Linked DNA regions of Sus scrofa: region 1 is linked to region 2. Evidence: chromatin contacts called from public Hi-C data. All regions are on one chromosome and are shown on one strand. The core of a region is the stretch at or near the end of the contact, and the rest is flanking DNA. Distances in the headings are between cores, read along the strand shown. Region 1 holds the start of WDR25 (WD repeat-containing protein 25). Region 2 overlaps DEGS2 (sphingolipid delta(4)-desaturase/C4-monooxygenase DES2).

Region 1 (3,501 bases), core at 260-2,759, 140 kb after region 2:
AGCCATTATTTTAAATGAAGCCAGACCCAAGATACTCATGAGTATTACAATGACATATTGGGAATGGAGATCAACTATTTAAGGAGGCCTCACGGGTGAAAAATATGACAGCCAACATGAAGCTGCTGAAAGGCAAGCTATGAATCCCAGCAGGCAACTACTCTTCCAGGATCTCTGTTCCCTATGGAAGCCGAGAATCACTTGAACTTGGGACCAATGAGATGAAGTAAAATGCACAACAGTGTAATCCTGACCCCTCATCTCCCTAAGCCAAGGTTTCCAGCCTTTTGGGAAAAGGCTGGTAAAAATACTAGTAAGCTCTAAGCCTTGGGAAGGTGGCAATACATACCGAGGTTGCAGGAGACACTGCAGAGGTGGCCACTGGTCCCACCGGGCACTTGAGTAGCTGAGACTGCCCCGTGCAGCTCAAGCTCTTCTTTAATAGTCGTCCTTTCCTCCTTTCAGTTTCCTTTTAGAAAAAGACTTCTCTCTTCCTTCCTTGTTTATCCCACCCTTCACTACTCACACATAGGAGTTTCTTATAAATCCCCCAGTTTCTCAGAAACGCTTAAGCCTCTTGACCCAACCTTTTTGATGGGACTGTCCAATCAGAGGTGGGTACAGGAAAGAGTGCGGGTGGAGACCAGTGAAACCCTCTTGGGAATCAAGATATTAGCTGGTCATTGCATCAGCCACCCTCTATTCCAAGCTGGCCTCCTAAAAATCTCCCTGCCCCCTTTCTGTTCCTCCTTCTTAGCATCAGTATGAACAACTGTAATGAAAACTGTGTTTTATGTGTAGTCCTGGGGGGCAGAAAGGTGGGCTGTAAATTCCTTGCTGCTGTCGTTCACGGGGGCGGCGCAATGCAGTGGAAAGATCATGAGTTCTGGGGTCAGATCTGAGTTTCGATCCCAGTTTGGGCACCTTCTTGTTTCAAGACTTTGAGCAAGTCACATTACCTCTCCGCTTCATCCTCCGCTTCCTCATTTGTGAAATGGGCATAAAGAAGCCTCCTAACTTTACCGTGGAGGGGACTAAGTGCGATACTGCAGGCAAAGCCCCTGTCACATGGCAGACACTTGGTAAAAGTCGGGGCCTCCCTCCTTAGGGAAAGGGCAGAGGTGGGAGACGAGGAAGGGTCGGCGCCCGCGGGAGTGGGCGACAGGCCGGGTCGGCGGCGCTGGGAGGAAGGGGGCGAGGGGCGCCCGGGCAGCCTCCGCGCCCCCCGTGCTGCCAGAACCCGGCGGGCAGCGAGGCGGGCTCTGAGGAGGATACTCCCGGCCCCGGCGTGCCGGCGGCTCCGGAAGGCCCAGGTCATCGGGCGCCACCCTGGCTTCCCTCCCTCTTTCATCCCTTCACTTACCGGCCCAGCCGGGCCCGTCAGCACTGCCGGCTCAGCCACGGGTTGCTGCTTGGGCGTCCGTGGAAACGCCGTCCGGCCGGAACAACTTCCGGATCGACTGCGTCATCATTGGCTGTGGCGGCCAGAGGCCGCCGCTGATTGGTTGGGGCCCCGGCGTCCGCGGAACGCGACTGGGCGGCGGAGTGCAGGCCGGACAGCCTCCGGGAGGACCGAGCGCTTCCGGTGTGTGTGGTGAGCGGCGGGCCGGGCCGGGGGACGGGAGGGGACGGGACCTGGCTGGGGCCCGAGTGCTCCACACTCTTCCGCGCGAGCCTTCGCCGCTGTTCGCCTGTTCTACATCTCCGGTTCTGCGTCGCGCAGTGCTCTGGACGATGCTCACCTCCTACTCTTGGCAACCTGGCTAACTCCTATTCATTCTTCAAAACCCACCTCTGGTCGTATCTTGTTTGTTGCCCTCATCAGTCTGTGGCCTCCGGCGCAGGAGGTGTGTTTTGTGTTTAATGTCTGTCCATAAAACCTAATATAAAGCTTGGCACAGTGTAGGTAATCAGGAAATGTTGAATGAGAATATCTTATCCCTGTTGCTTTCTCTGTGCCCTCCTCCCACCAGGTTGCATTTCACAAATATCTGTAGATGCTGGGGATCAAACAGTGAACAACACACAAAAAAGTCCTGCCTGGGTGGAGCTGACATGCAGGTGACTGTCATTGCCGCTCCCCTCTCCTGTAGCCTCATTTCTGCTAAGACCTGACTTTTTCTTCCAGCTGTTCTTAGCTATTTTTATTTTTAATTTTTTTGTTCTTCTTAGTTTAATCACTCCCTCTTTCTATGAAAAAATGTCCTTTCCCCACTTTTGCCTGTTTAGGCAGCAGTTTCCCTCTAAAGTTTGTTGTTGTTGTTCCCAGTGGCTCCCGATCACCTCCGTTTTTGCCTGTTTTCCTTGACTCATTCTTGCCTCCATCACTCTTACCCAATTTGATTAGTTTTGTTGTTTCGGTCTTCTCATCACCTCTACTTCCTCACCTCCTCCAGAGCGTTGCCTTCTGCCCTAGGCCTGCCTTGATCTCATCATAGGAAACAGCCCAAGCCCACCATCATGCCGACTTTTCTGTTTTACTTTCCTCCTTGGGATTTCTCATCACTGGACATCCTTTGTTTCACCTGGTCATGGTCTGTCTTCCCCCGCCGTGCGTGAGCATGATGAGCTCAGGGCATTGTTCACTTTCTTGTTGGCTGAGGTGTTCCTGGCGCCTGGTATGGGGCTCGGGAAGTAGCCCATGCTCCTTCAATGTTTACTGAATGACTGAATGAAATGTACATGAAGCAGATGCTGCTATGGTTCATCTACCTGCATTCATTCAGTTCTTGCTGCCTTGCCTTGTGGGGATCTTCTCACTCCGCTGCTCTCTGATCTTTTGCTGTAGGTCTCATTTCTAATTCTGGCCATCGACCTCTCCTGTGAGTCGACATCTGTGGACAACTGGGTAGGTAGGAATCCATTCTAATGGCTGAGGACAGGTGCCTTGGTGCTGGTAACCTAGTGGGTTCTCTTTGGAGGGATGGAACGGGATGCTGTGGTGGGTGATGCTGTGCCCAGGAGTTGAGACAGGTGAGATGTTTGATCAGGATGGGCTTCAGGAACAGAGCAAGTATTTAGAGAAAAGAAATGCCAAATCCTTTGCAGTGCAGTGTTCTATTAATTTATAATTTGTCCATTATATTTGTTCCATTTGAGATGGGCTGGCTTGTGATGGAAGTTTTTTGCTTTTGTTTTTTTGTGTTTTTTTGCTTGTTAGGGCCACACCCATGGCATATGGAAGTTCTCAGGCTAGGGGTCCAGTTGGAGCTGCAGCTGCCGGCTTGTGCCACAGCCACAGCAACGTGAGATCTGAGCCATGTCTGCAACCTACACCACAGCTTACGGCAATGCCGGATCCTTAACCCACTGAGTGAGGCCAGGGATTGACCCTGCGTCCTCATGGATACCAGTCGGGTTTGTTATCGCTGGGCCATAACGGGAACTCCTGTGATGGACGTTTTATTTAGACAATGGCTCTGTGTGTAGAAGGTGTTACCTGCCTGGATTGGACTGTAGGTGGGGGTGGGATTTTTGGAGGAGGCAGACCACTGGCATTTT
Region 2 (3,359 bases), core at 847-3,346:
GCGTTGCCGTGAGCTGTGGTGTAGATTGCAGACGCGGCTCGGATCCCGCATTGCTGTGGCTCTGGTGTAGGCCGGTGGCTACAGCTCTGATTCAACCCCTAGCCTGGGAACCTCCATATGCCGCGGAAGCGGCCCAAGAAATAGCAACAATAACAACAACAACAACAACGAAAAAGACAAAAGACAAAAGACAAAAAAAAAAAAAAAAAAAAAAAAGTTAAAAAAAAAAAAAATCGAGGAGTTCCTGTTGTGGCTCAGTGGTTAATGAATCCAACTAGCTACCATGAGGTTGCAAGTTCAATCCCTGGCCTCACTCAGTGGGTTAAGGCATTGCTGTGAGCTGTGGTATAGGTTTCAGATGCGGCTCGGATCCTTCATTGCTGTGGCTCTGGCATAAGCTGGCGGCTACAGCTCCAGGTGGACCCCTAACTTGGGAACCTCCATATGTGGCAGGTGCAGCCCTAGAAAAGACAAAAAGACAATAAGACAATAAAATAAAACAAAATAAAATAAAATAAAATACACTGAAAGTAGATACCAGTACTTGATCTAGTCAAGAAAAGGAATAAAATACACTAAAGAAAATGATAATGGGGAGTTCCCACTGTGGCTGCAGTGGGATCCACAGCGTGTTGGGAGCAATGGGGTGCAGGTTCCATCTCCACCCTGCACAGTGGGTTAAAGGATCCTCCGTTGCTGCAGATGTTGCTTAGGTCGAAGCTATGATTTGGATCTGATTCCTGGCGGGAGAACTCCATCTACTTTCGGTCAGCCAAAAACAAAAACAAAAACAAAACAAAACAAAAAAGAAATTGCCCACTGGACACCTTTAGCTTACCTTTCAGGGGAGTGGAGAGAGGACAAAACAAGACAAATCAGTTAGCTTCAATTTCACGTCCCTTGGGGTTTTGGCAATGCCGTTGCTCGCATGGAGGGTGAGTGGAGGGTGAGTGCCCTCTGTAGCAGGACCTGACGCTCTCTCGGAGAGTCTGATTACCCTACATTTTGCATTTTGCTTTCCATACCTTTGATGCTAAATTGCGAGCCATTTTCCTGGGTTTAATACTGGATGCAAAGATGCTCCTTTGGGTGCTTTCCAAGAAACGATTCCTTCCACCCCTCCCCCACCCCCCACCCCCGGAGGCCAGTCCCCATCTGGACTTGTACAGGTTGGGAGCTGGAAGAGGCCAGAGGTCACTTCCTGGCAGAGGCCTCCCCATGTGCATCTCCTCCCAGGCAGCTGAGGGTGAGCCAACTTCACTCCTTTACTTCGCCCTGATGGGCCCCCAATGAGCCAGGCGCCCTGGCTGGGGAGGGGGCCTCTGCCCTCCAGTTGAAACATTCGCAAATAACGATTCTCCCAGGCCCAGAGCAAAGCGCAGAGCCCTATGGAGCGCCAGGGAGTCCCCCTGCCCGGTCTCCAAGGAAGGCTGGGACTGAGAAGGCCGAACTTCACAAAGGGGTAGGGGGAGTGCTGGGGGGAGGAGACGGGTTCCCGCAGACCCCCCTCCCACGCTCAGAAGCTTGGAACTCTGGCTCAGCAGAGCCAGGTGGGACTACTGGAGAAACAGTCACTGCCCAGACGACGCAGGACGCTGGACGACCTCGGCGAACGCACACGACATAGGCAGTCCGTAGAAATTGATCGTTTGTGGAAAAAAAAACCCTTGGTCATTTGGCCAAATGGACGTCCGGGAAACGGCTAATTGTCAACATGCCACCCGCCCCTATACGTGCGTCTCCGCGGGGCGAGCCGCGCTTTGCAGCCGCCTCTATCCGCGCCTCGCTGCGCAGCAGGGCGGGGAGGGTCACCCTGGCGGAGCTTCCTGCCAGCACGGGGATTGGCCCCCCCGGGTCAGGTGCTCCCGCCCTGGGCCAACCAGCGGGGGAGGAAGGCGGGGCTATAAGGCTGTCAGCCCCGCCCCGAAGCACAGGCCAGGGGCAGGGCCTCGCCCCTCGCCGGCCCCCTACCCCGCCGGACTTTGGGCCCAGGCGCCCGAGAGCTGCTGCTTCCGGCTCCCTTCCCCACTCAGTGGCCGGAGCGAGGTTTTGAAACTCCGAACTGGCTGTTTTGGGGTAGAAACGTAAATCCTTTCTACGCCCGGAGGCCCTGCGGCTCCGAGCCCTGCAGCTTCCCAGCCTCTCCCCTGGCCTCGTCCTTCGCGCAGGCACCTCCGCTCCAGCCACTCTGGCCTTCTGCCACCTGCTCTGCTGCCCTAGGCTTTTACCCAGCATGTGCCTGGTACCTAGTCTGCCCTTGCCTCCACTTCCCCTCACCCCATTCTCCAGCTACGCAGACCCGTTCCAACTCCCAGATCAAGGCTCCTGGGACTTTGCGTACGCTGCTGCCCTCTTCTCCCAAGTAACCCAGCCCCGCCTCCATCACGTGGTCAAGAAGTCTCTACTTTGCGGACTCTGGTCGGTCGTGCTCAACCTTGGCCCCAGCACTGCAGATGCTGAGTTCAAACCCAGCCTTCTGCCTGACACATTTGTGCCCTGGGAGAATAGCTCAGCATTGTGCTCGCAAAACAATGCAGTCTACTTAGCACTCTGCTGACTTGCGGGTACTGAGCTGGGGCTTGAATTTCCGCAACCCAGTCCGCAAGGTCAGATAAGTGAAAAGGGCCATTCAGGTTCATAAGCGGCTCGTTGATATTAACCTTATAGGCCCGAACAACAGCAACATCTGATAGTGAAAATAATCCGTCTTCGACATCAGAGTCTGGGCTCTCTGGCCAGATGGCCTTCTGCCCACGGCTAGCATCAGGCCCGGTTGGGCTGCAGGGCCCACCTTGGTCTCAGGTCTGAAGTCGCTTCGCTCTGAATCCTGTGTGACCTTGGCCAAGTTCACCTTTCTGATCATCTGCTTTCTTCTTTTTTTACTTTAACTTTTCTTTTTCTGACTTTGTTTTTTGAGGGCCGCACCCGTGGCATATGGAGGTTCCCAGGCTAGGGGTGGAATCAGAGCTCTTGCTGCCGGCCTACACCATAGCCACAGCAACGCCAGATTGGAGCCGCATCTGCGACCTACACCACAGCTCACGGCAACACTGGATCCTTAACCCACTGAGCAAGGCCAGGGATGGAACCCACAACCTCATGGTTCCTGGTCGGATTTGTTAACCACTGAGCCACGATGGGAACTCCACCTTTTATTTTCAATAAAATTAATAACAGGTACACATTTTTAAAGGACAAATAGAACTACAAGGCTTATAATGAAAAAAATTGGCAATATCTGACACCTGGGTCCCCCCTCAGCCATTTGTGTTCTCTGCCTGTTTCTTCCAGCTCTCACCTTTATATGTGTCAGTGACAGCGACTGACTTTTCACTTTCAGGTACAATCTAATGAAAGAG

What was found. A called contact is a pair of places that touch in the nucleus more often than the background predicts.
Region 1: a contact with region 2 is called in a Hi-C map of liver, with 5 times the contacts expected there. The contact joins the promoter of WDR25 here to the enhancer-like site in region 2. A contact is called at or near these places in 2 of 47 Hi-C or Micro-C datasets (liver and skeletal muscle) and 2 of 2 datasets of contacts at active chromatin or transcription factors (alveolar macrophages and skeletal muscle).

Annotation. Positions count from the first base shown.
Region 1 is chr7:121,236,690-121,240,190 of Sscrofa11.1, forward strand. WDR25 (WD repeat-containing protein 25) reads left to right here and starts at 1,510. Exons shown (of 7, transcript XM_021099728.1): 1 at 1,510-1,594. It overlaps WARS (tryptophan--tRNA ligase, cytoplasmic), which reads right to left and starts at 1,455. Exons shown (of 11, transcript XM_003128728.6): 1 at 1,364-1,455.
Region 2 is chr7:121,099,820-121,103,178 of Sscrofa11.1, forward strand. The region is part of intron 1 of DEGS2 (sphingolipid delta(4)-desaturase/C4-monooxygenase DES2); the gene reads right to left. Among named protein-coding and RNA genes, the nearest start is that of DEGS2, 30 kb to the right of the region's middle. Within about 2 kb of position 2,097, at least 80 of the 83 cell types and tissues checked have an H3K27ac peak or open chromatin away from gene starts, as enhancers often do. A contact at or near this core is called in alveolar macrophages, liver and skeletal muscle, where this site is marked.